Linked DNA regions of Mus musculus: regions 1, 2 and 3 are each linked to region 4. Evidence: chromatin contacts called from public ChIA-PET data. All regions are on one chromosome and are shown on one strand. Each heading gives the region's core, a stretch centred on a gene start, on an enhancer-like site or on the middle of the called end of the contact. The rest is flanking DNA. Distances are from core to core; before and after follow the strand shown.

Evidence for each region. ChIA-PET counts read pairs in DNA pulled down with a chosen protein or histone mark.
Region 1: an RNA polymerase II ChIA-PET map of memory CD8 T cells shows a contact between it and region 4, with 10 read pairs. The contact joins the promoter of D5Ertd579e here to the promoter of Man2b2 in region 4. A contact is called at or near these places in 3 of 39 promoter capture datasets (liver and pre-B cells), 1 of 484 Hi-C or Micro-C datasets (embryonic stem cells), 1 of 115 datasets of contacts at active chromatin or transcription factors (memory CD8 T cells) and 1 of 9 other capture datasets (adipose tissue).
Region 2: an RNA polymerase II ChIA-PET map of memory CD8 T cells shows a contact between it and region 4, with 59 read pairs. The contact joins the enhancer-like site here to the promoter of Man2b2 in region 4. A contact is called at or near these places in 1 of 39 promoter capture datasets (hippocampal neurons), 7 of 484 Hi-C or Micro-C datasets (CD8 T cells, effector CD8 T cells, memory CD8 T cells and 4 more), 3 of 115 datasets of contacts at active chromatin or transcription factors (CD8 T cells, embryonic stem cells and memory CD8 T cells) and 1 of 9 other capture datasets (adipose tissue).
Region 3: a contact with region 4 is called in an RNA polymerase II ChIA-PET map of memory CD8 T cells, with 28 read pairs. The contact joins the enhancer-like site here to the promoter of Man2b2 in region 4. A contact is called at or near these places in 1 of 39 promoter capture datasets (the C10 cell line), 3 of 484 Hi-C or Micro-C datasets (CD8 T cells, effector CD8 T cells and natural killer cells), 7 of 115 datasets of contacts at active chromatin or transcription factors (effector CD8 T cells, embryonic basal ganglia, embryonic forebrain and 4 more) and 3 of 9 other capture datasets (adipose tissue, liver and pancreatic islet).

What each region holds. Positions count from the first base shown.
Region 1 is chr5:36,694,208-36,697,395 of GRCm38.p6, forward strand. D5Ertd579e (DNA segment, Chr 5, ERATO Doi 579, expressed) reads right to left here and starts at 1,814. Exons shown (of 9, transcript NM_001081232.3): 1 at 1,648-1,814.
Region 2 is chr5:37,066,018-37,069,449 of GRCm38.p6, forward strand. It overlaps a transcript of Jakmip1 not described here. Among named protein-coding and RNA genes, the nearest start is that of Jakmip1, 18 kb to the right of the region's middle. Within about 2 kb of position 1,319, at least 101 of the 459 cell types and tissues checked have an H3K27ac peak or open chromatin away from gene starts, as enhancers often do. A contact at or near this core is called in CD8 T cells, effector CD8 T cells, memory CD8 T cells and 3 more, where this site is marked.
Region 3 is chr5:37,035,151-37,038,300 of GRCm38.p6, forward strand. It overlaps a transcript of Jakmip1 not described here. Among named protein-coding and RNA genes, the nearest start is that of Gm52814, 7.1 kb to the left of the region's middle. Within about 2 kb of position 1,886, at least 22 of the 459 cell types and tissues checked have an H3K27ac peak or open chromatin away from gene starts, as enhancers often do. A contact at or near this core is called in CD8 T cells, effector CD8 T cells and memory CD8 T cells, where this site is marked.
Region 4 is chr5:36,828,938-36,832,081 of GRCm38.p6, forward strand. Man2b2 (mannosidase 2, alpha B2) reads right to left here and starts at 1,712. Exons shown (of 19, transcript NM_008550.2): 1 at 1,501-1,712; 2 at 691-837. The coding sequence starts at 1,638.

The DNA of each region.
Region 1 (3,188 bases), core at 564-3,063, 130 kb before region 4:
TTCTGAGAATTTAATAGCGGACTTCATCTGGGCTACATTTCCAGCCCTAACTACTTTTTAAATGATTAAACATTTGTGGCGTCCCAGCGATGGGGAGGCTGACATGGGAGGACCCCTGAGGCTTGCTGGCCAGTCACCCTTGCTGAACTAGTGAGTTCCAGGTTCAGTGAGAGACCATGACTCAAATCCCAGCATTTCAAAGTCAGAGGCAGACATAGCTCTAAAGTACTTGGCCAGCCTAATCTACCTAGTGAGACCCTATCTCAAAAGTAACACCTGAGGGCTGGAGAGATGGCTCCGTGATCAAGAGCACGGGCCGGTCTTCCACAGGACCGGGGTTCAATTCCTAGCAACTGCACAGTGGCTCACAACTGTATGTAACTCCAGTTCCAGGGGATCTGACACCCTTACACAGATATACATGCAGGTAAAATACCAATACACATCAAATAAATATTTTTAAAACAATTATAAAAAACATCTGATATTGATCACTGGCCTCCACGCGTTAAATATACATGCACCCAAACACACACATTAATATATAATTATAATTCAATGTTTGTCTAAGAGAAGATAGTGGGGAAATATGATAAAGGGACATTATAGAGATATATAAATGAACTTGTGAAAGAACACGTTTTAAAAGTACATCAGTTGGCAAGAATAGCAACTAAATCTACAATAATAAGTATCAACTGCAAGAAGCCTCCATGGGTATTTCAAATGCACAGTTCCAGAATGGTTTTTGTCATAAAGATCCTGAGACCTAGTTAAGAATGGTTCAGCCCAAAACATCTGCGGGCGAATATTTGACCTTCAGAATGCAGAGTGACAGATATTTTTCCCCTTCTTTTAAATCTGAAGTCTCTAAAACCGACAAAGTGTCATGCAACGGGTCCTATACTGGTGGCAGAAATCTTGCGTGGGGTTTTCACTGCATAGGCTTTTCCATGGCATCACCTGTTATCCAAACTGCACGTCCCCGGCTCCTCGGCAAGCCTCTCCTACCGTTTCCTTAGCAAGCCAAGAACCAGAAACGCAAAATGCATTGTCAGTTACTTGGGCAACAAGGCAAAGCAGGTGATGAGACCCAAGAACCCCGTTTAGTAAATGACTCCGGAGTCGCATGTCCCCCTCCCGTTTATCCCCCATCTCACTTTTCTTGGTTAAACCTTTAAGGTTTGTCTACAGAAGGGCAAACACTGAAGGGAGGGGCTGCCAGGTTCGGGGTCTGCTCCCCACTGCTCGCCCTGTCCTGGCCTCTACGCAAAGCGCTCAGCCCTGGCCCGGCGTCCACCGGGAGCTCCCGGGACGCCGGCCGGAAGCCGGGCCGCGAGGGTCCGGGCGGTGGCGCGCGCAGGCCGGCGACTCCGGGGCCTGTCACTTCTGCCCTCGGCCGTCACCTTCTTCGACCCCGCGCCATAGGCCCGCGTGCCCGCCACTCACCGCGCCGCGCCCGCCCCCGACCGCCGAAGGACAAAGCTGAGGGCGCGGGGCGAGGCGAGGCCGCTGTCCTCAGGCCGGGCCGCCTCAGCCCGCCGCGGCCCATTGTGCGCACTCATCGCACGCCGCCCGCGGGGTCCTCGAGCCGGACATCCCTCTGGCCCGCCACCCGCCACGGCCCCGCTCCCGGCCGCCGCCTACCTGCCAAGGCTACCGGGTGGGCGCCTCTCCTTGCGCTCCGAGGGCTGCAGGCGGCTGCCGAGCGCCGGGCGGCCCTGGCCTGCGCCTTACGTAAAGCGGCGGCGGCCCCAGCGCCAGGCGGCGGAGGGCGGGAGGCGGCGCGCGGCAGCCGCTCCGCTGCGTTACCTGGCAACAGCCTCAGCGCCCGGCCAGCCAACGCCGCGTTCCATATCCTTCCGCCCAGGCGCCGGGATTACATCAGCGCGCCGGGGCTCCGCCCTCGTGCTGTGTGGGTGGGGGAGCAGCAGGCGCGCAGGACTGGATTCTGGGGTCCTGAAGATCCTGACACCACGAGGCCGACCTGAGGATCCGAGGCTTTGAAGCTTTACCAGGCCCTGAGAGAGGGCTCCTGGGTCGGTGACCTCCCGCTGGGTCACTGAGACCCGGCTTTGCAGAGCCCTTCCAACACAAACCCCCGCGTTACACCTGTCCGCGCCCCCTCTTCGCCATGTCCTGGAATGGCTGGAGTGGGCGGCTTAACATAAAGACTTCAATTAAAAACAAAAAGTGACATGGCTTTTTTATGTTATTATTAAGTAGGCAAAAAATAAAAGACCTTCTGGAAGATTCGGAAGTGGGAGCCAAAAATGTGCACTAACCTTTTAATCAAAAGCCTCTTCCCACCTACTCACCTTCCCTAAATGTGACTCCTAGGCTCTTCCAGAAAAGCAGATGTAGATGTCAGAAGTACCAGGAAGAAAAGCCAGAGATGTGCCTTCTATACAAAGGCAAGAACAGGTCCCGTAGGGGAGTGACCTGCATGTAGTTCATCAAACTCATTGAGCACCGCCAGGCACCAGGCCCTGTTCTTGGGTTCAGAGTCTGAGACCCGGAGTTCCCAAGCTCAGCTCAGGCTTCTGGGAGGAGCAGAGAACTGGAAGTACTTTTCTGCTGAGGTAGGCTGGACTCTTGTATGCAAGCCAAGGTCAGGAACCTAAAAGAACTGTCCTTTCATAGAATCCATACTGTTCCAACAAACATCTTTTCACTCTCCCGGAGAAACCCAAAGTAAAGCCTTCCTGGAGAGACCCGGAACAGGCTGGGGAGTGGGTGACGCCTCGGGATGGAGGCAGAATTTGAGCACAGGCCTTTGGCTCTATTGTCGGGGATCTTTTCCTTCACCCAAGTCTTACCCTTCCTTAGTTTGCTCCCCCTTTTGTTGCCTCGGGGTTCATTTGAGGTGAGTCACAAGCCACAGTTTTATTTACTACACATCTTTTGGTTACCTGTTCCAGGGCGGGCAGCCAGGCAAACTCATATAACATGCGAGAGAGTGGAAAATCCAGGGTCATCTGAGAGTGAAGGTGGGCATAAATGGTGTCAGGATCTTCAGGACCTCAGAAGCCAGGCTTGCACAGACCAGGGAAACATTTCCCTAAATATGGAGAATTTGCACACATTTTTTGGTACATACATCCATAATAACATTAGTGTCTCCTAGTCTGTACCTTCTGTAAAGGCATATCGATAGTAGGGCAGTTTTAAAAGAGTAACAAAGTATC
Region 2 (3,432 bases), core at 69-2,568, 240 kb after region 4:
ACTGTCAGCCTCTGAGCTGTACACCAGCACTGGGAATGGCACTTTAGGAAGGTTCATTTTAAAGAGTCAATGCAGGGGCTGGTGAGACAACTCAGTCAGTAGAGTGCTTGCATGCAGGCCTGAGGCCCTAAGTTTGGATTCCCTGAACTCACATACAGAGCCAGGCATGGTGTTTTATCTGTTATACCAAGGCTGAGGATGTGGAGACAGGAGGATTCCTGGAACTCCTGGCCAGCTAGTCTAGCCGATCAACATGAACTCCATCTTCAGGGAGAGGTCCTGTCTCAAAAAATATAGTGGAGAGTGATAAAAGACACCAACCAGTGACCTTGGGACCCTACATTCACCTATATGCATATGTACACCTGCACAAACATGTACACACACAGAAGACACCAGTGACCCCTGCCTTCTACATGCTGCTGTATGCATGTGTGCACCCACACAAACATGCGCACACACATACATACTAAGTGGCCTGGTGGTAGAGCATTTGCCCAGCATGCGCAACACCCACCCATCTGTCCCTAGCATCCTATGCACAAAAGCCAGTGCCTTCCGAGTGCTGTGTAAGCCTTGCCATTATTGGGACAAAATACCTGGAAACTTGAAGAAAGATGCACTTTAGTTCACCATTCTAGAAGTTTTAGGTTTCATTTCAAAGGTCAGCCTGAAGGAGACAGAGTACCATGGAAGCAGGAGCCTGTGATGAAGAATGGGGAGAGGGAGAGGAAGGGGAGGGGGAGGAGAAGAGAGAGGGGGAGGGAGAGGGAGGCTCCAGTGGTCACGGTAATGGCAGTGTGTGTGGTGGGGGAAGGCACCTTGGGCCTGCATGATCTTAACTGTGCTTGCCTATACTCTCTTGCGCATTCTTAAAACAGCACTGCGGGTGAGGTGTCACTATTTAATCTCATTTTGCTGAACCTGAGGAACTGAGACAGGAAATTGAAGTGCAAAGCTCTCGCCCTGTACAGTTCACATTGCTCTCTGGCTTGTCCCTTTTGTGTGTGGCCTTCAGAGCACTTTGAGTGTGAGTGACAGGTAGGCCTGCCAACAAATAGCCCCAGCCTGGAAAGCTTCAAGGCTTAGGCTGTGATGAACTCTGAAAACAACCAGGTGGAGGTGAGGGGTGGGAAACCCCAGGGCAGGCATCTAGGGAAGCTCACTGGCTAGGCTGGATCTGCTGGACTATGAGTGGTGGGGGTTAGAGGAACAGGATGTACCTGGAGGATGCAGGCAGAGGCCTTGAGTCAGCATGGGCAGCAGTGTGTGATCTTAGTCCTGTCATAGACGTCTTATGATCTTGAGGTTAGGTGAACTCGCTGAGCCTCTATTTAGGAAACAGGATACTGACGCAATGTGTATAGCACAGGGGAGGTGCTGTGTGGTTGCTGCTGTCGCTGTTTGTGTGTGGTCTGGTGTGAATATGCCACAGCTGGGAAGAAAGTGTTGAGCTTGGGGCTAAATGATGGAGGCTGTTGACTGCCAAGCCAAAACAGCTGGATTGTGGCTGCAGATGGCAGATGGGGTGAGAATGGCAGACTGGAAGGGATAGAGGCTTCTGGGTAAAGACCCACTTTATATAGTCTTAGCCTTTCCTTGCTGGTTGATGGAGGGCCATTAGAGTCAGTTGGTTGGTCGGTCGGTCTGTCGGGTCAGTCGGTCTGTCTATCTATCTCCTTCTCCTGTTCCCCCCTCTGTGTGTGTGTGTGTGTGAGAGAGACAGAGAGCTGAGGCCCCTAAGGAAGACTGCTCTGGTGTGTAGCTGGGGACCTCATTGTGGAGGCATCAGTACAGTGTGGATGCTGTGGAGGTGGCCAGGCATGACTGTACAGCACACACTGTCTTTTCTCTGTGGTGTCTAAGAAGATGGATTTACAGAACAGCCTTCTCAGAGGTGCCTTTTAATGATTTTGCATCCTACTGATATCATCAGACTGGTTTTTCTGACAGGAAAGCCAGTAGGTTTCTGAAGGAAGCCAAAATCGCCTGGCCGAATGCAGCAGCCATGGCTTTGGAGGTAGGCGTCTATTCTCAGAGGCAGAAACTTCTCTGTTCAGCAGATAGGCCATGGAGCCTCTGCCAGTCAGGCTGGGCACTGGGGATGCAGAGGTGGGCCCTTTTCTGATGTTGCCTGAGAGAAGTTTACACAGGCACAGTGAAGGGTCTAACACATACCACTCTGAGGGCAAGTACCATTTCCCAGTTCCTGGACGCAGGCAGCCTGTATCATTTCATTTTCCTTTTTCCTGCCTCTATTGAAAGAGTTTTTTTACACAGTACATCCTAGTTATGGTTTCCCCTCCCTCTATTCCTCCTAGTTCCTCCCCACATCTCCTCCCATGCAGATCTGCCTCCTTTCTGTCTCTCATTAGAAACAAGCAGGATTCTAAGGGAACATAACATAATAATATAATATAATATAATATAATATAATATGATAAAACAAAACCTAATACATTGGAATAGAACAAAACAAACAAAAGGAATGAGGCCAAGAAAAGGCCCAAGAAACGGATACAGACACAGATACACACTCATTTGCATACTCAGCAATCACATAAAACTCTTAACTGGAAGTCATAAGATATATGCAAAGGACTTGTAGGGTAAAAAGAGACAAAAATATATAAATAAAAAAGAAAATTAAAAATTAGATTTAAAATAAACAAAAAAGCCAGCCCTGAAAGGATGTTATGAAAGCCTCCAGAGACGTTGTTCAGTTTGTTTTCTGTTGTCCATCAACTGCTGGGCATGCGGCCTGCCCTTAAGAGGAGTCTGTTGCAAGTGGCTATCAATTGGAGATAGCTTCTGGGTTAGCGATTAGGGCACGCATGAACTTCTGTTTCAGTTCTAGGACCCTCTTCGGTGTGTGCTGTGTGTGCTGCCTCTGGGAGTTCATATCTTCCTAGATCCTGTTGATTTACGGGTCCTTGTTTTCATGGTGTCCTCCACTCCTTCTGACTCTTACACTCTTTCTGCCTCCTCTTCTGATGCTTTCCCCGATCCCTGAGGGGAGGGATTTGATGGAGACATTACACGTAGGTCTCTCACTCTCTGCATATTGCCTGCTCTCTTTACTTGCTCCTATCTGCCGCAGGAGGAAGCTTCTCTGATGATGGCTGAGCAAGGCACTGATATACAAGGATAGCTCAGTTTCATTAGGAGTCATTCTCTTGTTATATTCTTTTAGTAGAAGAGTAGTATTTGGTTTTTCCCAGAGCTCTGGGCTATCGAGTCTCGGGTTCTTGGTCACTCAAGCAGTTTCGGGTATGTGTTCCCGACATGGAGAGGGCTTTTATTCAAATCGGACATTGGTTGGCTGCTCTCACAAGCTTTGAGCCACACCGCACTATGTATCTTGCAGGCAGGACACCATTGTAGATCAAGGGGTTTGTAGCTGGGTTGGTGTTTATGTTCCTCCTTTAGAAG
Region 3 (3,150 bases), core at 636-3,135, 210 kb after region 4:
GGAGTTTTGTGCTTGCAAATCCCCTGGACAAAAAGATGGGGAAGGTCTTGTTTGGCACTGTGCAGCAGACAGAAGTTGTCTCCTGGGACAGCACATTCGGGCAGCTATTGGTCTGTTATGTGTTGTTCGGTGTGACCTGAGTGTGGCCTCTTCCCCCTATCCAGGGCCTGGTACACTTCAGTGCCCTGATGACTTCAGCCTAACCATGGCAACCTGGGACTGGGCACTGGCCGCCTGCTTTCTCTCCCTGTGGCCCTGGCTTGGCTGAAGGACCACTTTGAGGAATGAAAGAGGTTCTGTGTGCATCAGTGGGGTCTGGGCTTTGTGGTGGTAATGTGCTTGTGTATTCCAGGTCACAGGGACGTGCTGGCTCAGCCTTCTGGCCTGTAGCCTCTCCCTCGCAGTGTTTTGAGTCCAGAGGTTTTGGTACTTAACTCGGGGATGGACAGAGTGGGATGTGCCATGGGAGGGGTGTCCTGTTTCCCCGCAGAGCTGAGGCATAAAAGTCAGGTGGGTAGCGACAGATTAGAGGGCTCCTTCCATGTCCCTTTTAATAGTGTTTTGGAGGCTGGCACTGTACCTGTGCACTCCAGCATGGGACACTGTTTAATGATGTCAACAATCTGCATCTTCCATTGAGGCAGTCCACCTCCTTCCCTGTTCTACATGACTTCTTAAAACAATAACAACAACAACAAAAATAACCGATGTAAATTTACAGACCATAAAGCTAACTAACCATTGCAATGGTTCTGGGTCCTCCATGCCCAGCCCTGTGCTGGGAGCATCCAACCAGGAGTCCAGTTTAGTGGCTCCTCATCTCCCCAGCAAGAGCATGGGAGTACCCCGAAGCTGGGGAGAGGACTTGAGGAGTGGGGGAGCGGCCAAGGGAGGCCTGCTGGCACAGTGCAGGGAACCCTAGCTGCCTCTCTGCCAGTTTCTGGAACATGCCGGACTCTTGCTGTGACGAGCATTTCTGTTTGCTGTTTGCTCTCTGGAAGGCTGTCTTCTGCCCTGGCCCTGGATGACTGTTTGGCTTCCTTCCCATCTTAAAGTGCTGTCGCAGGTCAGAACTCCACTTTCCCCTCATCCTTGCTTCAGTTTCCTTCTGAGAGTCATCGTGAGCTGATATGACTTTGTTTCCCTCTTTCACGTCCACTCTCCACCCTGAAGAGCATCATGCATGCGGAGACTCATTTCCCAAGTTTTCAGCCATCCAGGTGGTGTTCACGTGCACCACTCATCACTGCTGCGTGGAGGTGGGGTGACTTAGTTTTCCCCATGCTGCCTTGCTCACTCTGAGCACAAGGCTTCATTTTTTTCTGGGTTCTGCATCCTCTGTAAGATCTGGAGGGTGTCCTTATTTTTCCCCGGTCTGCTGTTGCTAAGGCATGAAAGGCTAGCCCAGTATAAGGTTTGTGATACCCCTGCTGGAGGTGCTTAGACTGAGTGAGCGTCCTCAGGCTTGGAAACTCAGGTACCTGTGTCAGATGACCAGGAGACCTCCGGAGCTGAGCTGCTGTTGCAGCAGTGTGGCTCCTGAGCTCTGAGACATGACTCCAGCAGGCAAGGGGTCAGACTTACTAATGTGAATAAGCCCAGGGGTGAGTGGAGCCATGGGCATGTGGGGAGAGGGTCCTGCTGGGGAGGTGTTGAGTACTGTTAATATTACTAGTTGCTGTTTCAATTTTATGATGTAATCACTAGAATATTTAAAGTGACAGACTGATGGGGTAGGCTCGGGGCTAACTAGCCCCGCCTCCCCGACCCCTGCCCAAGGCCTGGGCTTGCTCTAGCACTGCACAACTGAAGTGACAGTATCCATGTTGGGCCCTGCTGCTGTAGGCTGAAGCTCCCTGAGGCTAAGTGTTGGTAGTACAAGGTATTTACACCCACCAGTTTCCCCACCCCAACTCTGTCTTCTGTTGCCTGTGTGACCTTGGGCCAGGGAGGATTGTGGCTCTTTGGTTTCCTGTTCTGTGAACCAGAAGCTCAGCCTGATGACAAACAGTGACAGGGAACCATTGTCCTCAGCAGGGTTTCTTGTATCTTGGGCCCCCAGGTCTTAGAGAACCTGGAGCTGCCTTTGTTGGGGAGGGGAGAGACCCACAGGGCACACAGTTTGAATAAAAATACAAACCTAGTATTGACACCAGCCCAAATGGCTTTTTGAAGGCTGGAGGCAGGGAATACTGATGGTCCCATCCACAAGGTTTTCTGCTCATAGCTTTGTGCTGTGGGGTGGGAGTGGGAGGGCTCACAGTTGCTTATCACTAACTTGTAGCCTAGGTAGTCACTCTGATATGTCTGGAGAGTGCTGGACACTCCTAGTGTCACTTCTACTAAGGGTATTAGTTTCTCAAGTCGGCTACAATATTTTACCCTAGAAACTTAAGATGTTTTCCAGTACTTCCCTACATGGCTGTGGCCCCTGCTATCTCCAGCAGGGGTGCCTAATCTACCACTTTCTGCCAGGCCAGTTAGGACACTGTGTGTTGAATGATCCCTTGCTGGCTTCTTCCGTGGAGCTCTGGTGCCTGAAAGTGTCTGGCAGGTATCAAGGTGGAAGTGGGTTGGGCTCACACATAAATTGAAATGACTTTGGCTATGTGATCGAGGGTCGTGTGTGTGTGTGTGTGTGTGTGTGTGTGTGTGTGTGTGTGTGTGTGTGAGTCCTGTGAGTTTCAGGTGCTTCCTGAGACTTCTAAGTTTTATTTACTTCCTAGGGAATTAAAAATATCTTTATTTTGTATGTATGAGTGTTTTTCCTGCAGGTGTACATGTGTTATGCATGTCTGGTGCTCAGGGAGGTCAGAAGAGGGCATCAGATCCCTTGGAACTGGAGTTATGATTGACTATAAGCCACAAGATGTGTAGATTTGGAGAAATGAACTTAGATTCCCTGCAAGGGCAACAAGTACTCTCAGTTACTGAGCCTTCTCTACAGCCTCCAACTTCTTGAGTCCTTTAAGTCCTCTCTTTCCATGAGTGATCAGACACCATGACCAAGGCAACTCTTAGAAGGACAACATTTAATTGGGGCTGGCTTACAGGTTCAGAAGTTCAGTCCGTTATCACCAAGGCAGGAACATGGCAGCATCCAGTCAGGCATGATACAGGAGGAGCTGAGAGTTCTACATCTTCATCTGA
Region 4 (3,144 bases), core at 462-2,961:
GACAGACCCCATTGGAAGAGGCAGGCTCTAAAGTCAGACAGCCCTGTTTCTGAACCATACCTGTTTATTCATAAACTATAAACCCTTGAGGTAGCTGCCAGGCTATACCTGTAAGTCTATGCAACAATCCCCCAGAGCTGGTACATGCCAATGGCAAGCCCCAAGTGTCTCTTCAGAATCCTTGGCATGAGCTGTCTGAGGGCGGGGAGCAGGCTATCTTGTCTTATAGAAGAGAAAGCCATGCTTACAGATGCCAGTGGCAGGATCAGGCACCAGCCTGCCCACATTCTCTGTACTGTGTGACACTAAGCTGTCACAGAGCCACAGGGGTTCCAAACACGGCCAGCCAGGGGCAGGGGAGAGTCAGTGTGTGCAGATAGGGGAGGGGACAAAGTTCACCTGGGTGTTGATTAAGCACCAATTCCTGTTGCCTTTTGGGAGAAATGCTAGCCTAGCTTAGGGGTATGTCCGGTCCCCTACCAAGAACAGACAGAAAGATGACGTCACCCTGTCTATGGGCAGTGGCCCTGACCACAAGCCTAGTTTTTGTTGTTGTTGTTGTTTTGTCTTTACAGCTAGCATGTTCCTGAGCACATCTGGAACTCCCTATCTAGTCTCCTCCTGGAACTTTCCTCTCACACTTCGGATACCTTAGGGACCCATGTCCTGACACTCCTGTCCCCACCTTACCTGCTGTTTCTGCTGCTCAGAGGCCACACCGTCCCACCACAGCCGGAAGAACTCCTGCTCCACGGCGATGAAGCGCCGCTGCCCTCCGCGGACCAGTTCCGCCACCACGGTAGTGTAGACATTGGCTGCATAGGCTCTCATGCTTTCCTGGGGAGGCAGAAGCCATCACAACAGCCCCAAGGGTGGTGATGAGTCCAAAGGACCAAAGAGAAGTACAAGAGACCAAGTACCCTGGTGCCTAACACCTCCAGTGTACTCAGACCTAGGGGTATGTGGCAGGAATCACCACTTTCTCTTTATAGACAAGGAACCTGAGCCAGTGGACAGAAAGCCTCTCCCTGCCCGCTCTGTCCAAGGTCTTGAACAGAAAGAACCTCGAGGTTACAGGCCCCATACCAAGCTTATCTGGCTGGGTAGGAGTGTGAAGAGGAAGCTGAACTGGCTAGCCCTCATGTCAGCACCACAGAGGGCCAGCCCAGTTGCCTGTAGTCAGCTGACATCCACCTGCTTGGAAACCTACCCCACCCAAGGTACTCCAGGCTTATTCCTGAGACTGGCTACCTGTCAATCCACACTTTGGGGACACACTCCTCTGCCTTAACTTTTGCAGGGACCGTCTAATAAGATAGATGCCATCAGGACTCCGAGGCAGGAAGTGGCCAGCCCGAGGCTGAGGCTCAGACTGCAGGGGATCAGGCTGGGGGGTGGGGTGGGGTGCTGCAGCCCAGGTCGCCTCTCTTCCCGGCTGGGTCGGGTGCACTCCGCAGGAGGCAGTTACTGTGCAAGGAGCTCAGGAACGCTCCAACTTACCTGGACCGTGAAGACCCAGCCCACGTCCATGTGACTGTGGGGCACCACGAAGGCCCGGATCGGGCCGGCGGGCTGAGCTGCCCGCGGCCACAACAGCAACAGCTGGCCGAGTAGCGGCAGCCAGCGCAGCGGCCCCATTGCTGGGCAGTGGGACGCTGCCAGGGCAGCGGGTCCTGGGTAGAGCGGTCCACTTCCGGGTCCGGGACCCGCGGCGCCGCCTGTCGGCAGGAATGCGCGAGCGCTGCCAGCCACGGGCAGGGCACGAGCTTTGTGTGGTACGGCGCCCCTTGTCGGCTAGAGTGTGTATTGCAGCTTTCGTCCCTATATGGTGGTCTTGCAGCTCAAGGCCACTACCTCCAGACTTGGAGACCGCTGTTGTCTACACAGAGGGAAACCTTCCAGGATAACACGCTCTCCGACGCAGACCTCTAGCCTCAGGGTGGCTTGACTTGAAATTTTTTAGTTCATTTTAAGGAAGCGAAACTGGCTTTTTACAGACACAGCGACGAAAGGGTCAGGGTTGGTAGGTTCAGAATCAAATCTGGGGTCTTGGATGGTGAGCTGGGGCAGATGTTTAATCTCTTTGATCCCCATAAAATGGGATGTGATAATAGAGGAGGCATGAGTTGCTAGGGACATGGGATCTAAATGAATGAAGTCCCCATCTCTCAGCCAATTAAAACTGGTGACTTTACAATTGGTAAGAGAGCAGTTCCCTGAATCACCTCTGTAGCTCCTCCGTGGCCAGCAGGTGGTCTATAGTTTGGGGTTTTCTGGGCTGTGGTGGGGCCAGAGGTGTGACTCTGACTAGCCTGTTTTGTCACTTGCCCTTCAGCAAATGCGACCAAAACCCAAGCTGTTCTTTGAGCAAGCTCAGATCCCTCTCTATCCTGTCCACGGACCTGAGACCTCTAGATTCCACAAGAGGTCAGACCTTTCCATGAAGAAGTGGGCAGCCATTTACCAACTTGTGCGGCCACCGCTTTAGGACTCAGGTGGACTACATTTCCCAGCCTCCTTTGCATGACAAATGTTAGCCAATGGGATGTGGACCACCACAAGGGTTCTATGGATGGGACCTGGGTCCACTAGAAGAGCAACCAGCGCTGTCAACTGCTATGCCATCTCTCCAGCCCAATCATAGCTTCTTAAATTATGTGTGTTGTGACCACATATGTGGGGCTGCAAAAATTTTGGCAACGGTAAAGTTTTCGAATGTCTAGTAACACACTCAAACCTAAAGAATCGGAGGTATTTCTGGCGGTGCTCACTCATGGTACTTCAGATGATGTCACTGCCACCTTGGATCTGAACACATGGCACTAGCGCTTTGCACTGTGAAGGCTGACACTCTATGCAGCAAACACCACCCAGAACATTTTGGTTCAGATATGCTGTGAATTGCGTTGTTTTTCAGCAAATAGACAACATCTATGCTGTTACAGAAACAATGGTTTACTCTCAAAAACAAATATTTAATATTTTCCTTCCATAATTTCTCAACATATGAGCATCACATTAGTGTATGTTTGGATTGTCGTAAGCTAGAATGTTGTACCGTGTTTTATTTTTTGTGTGGTGTATGTACATGCTGTGTGCATGTGTGTGGAAGTCAGAGGTTGATGCTGAGTATCTTCCTATATC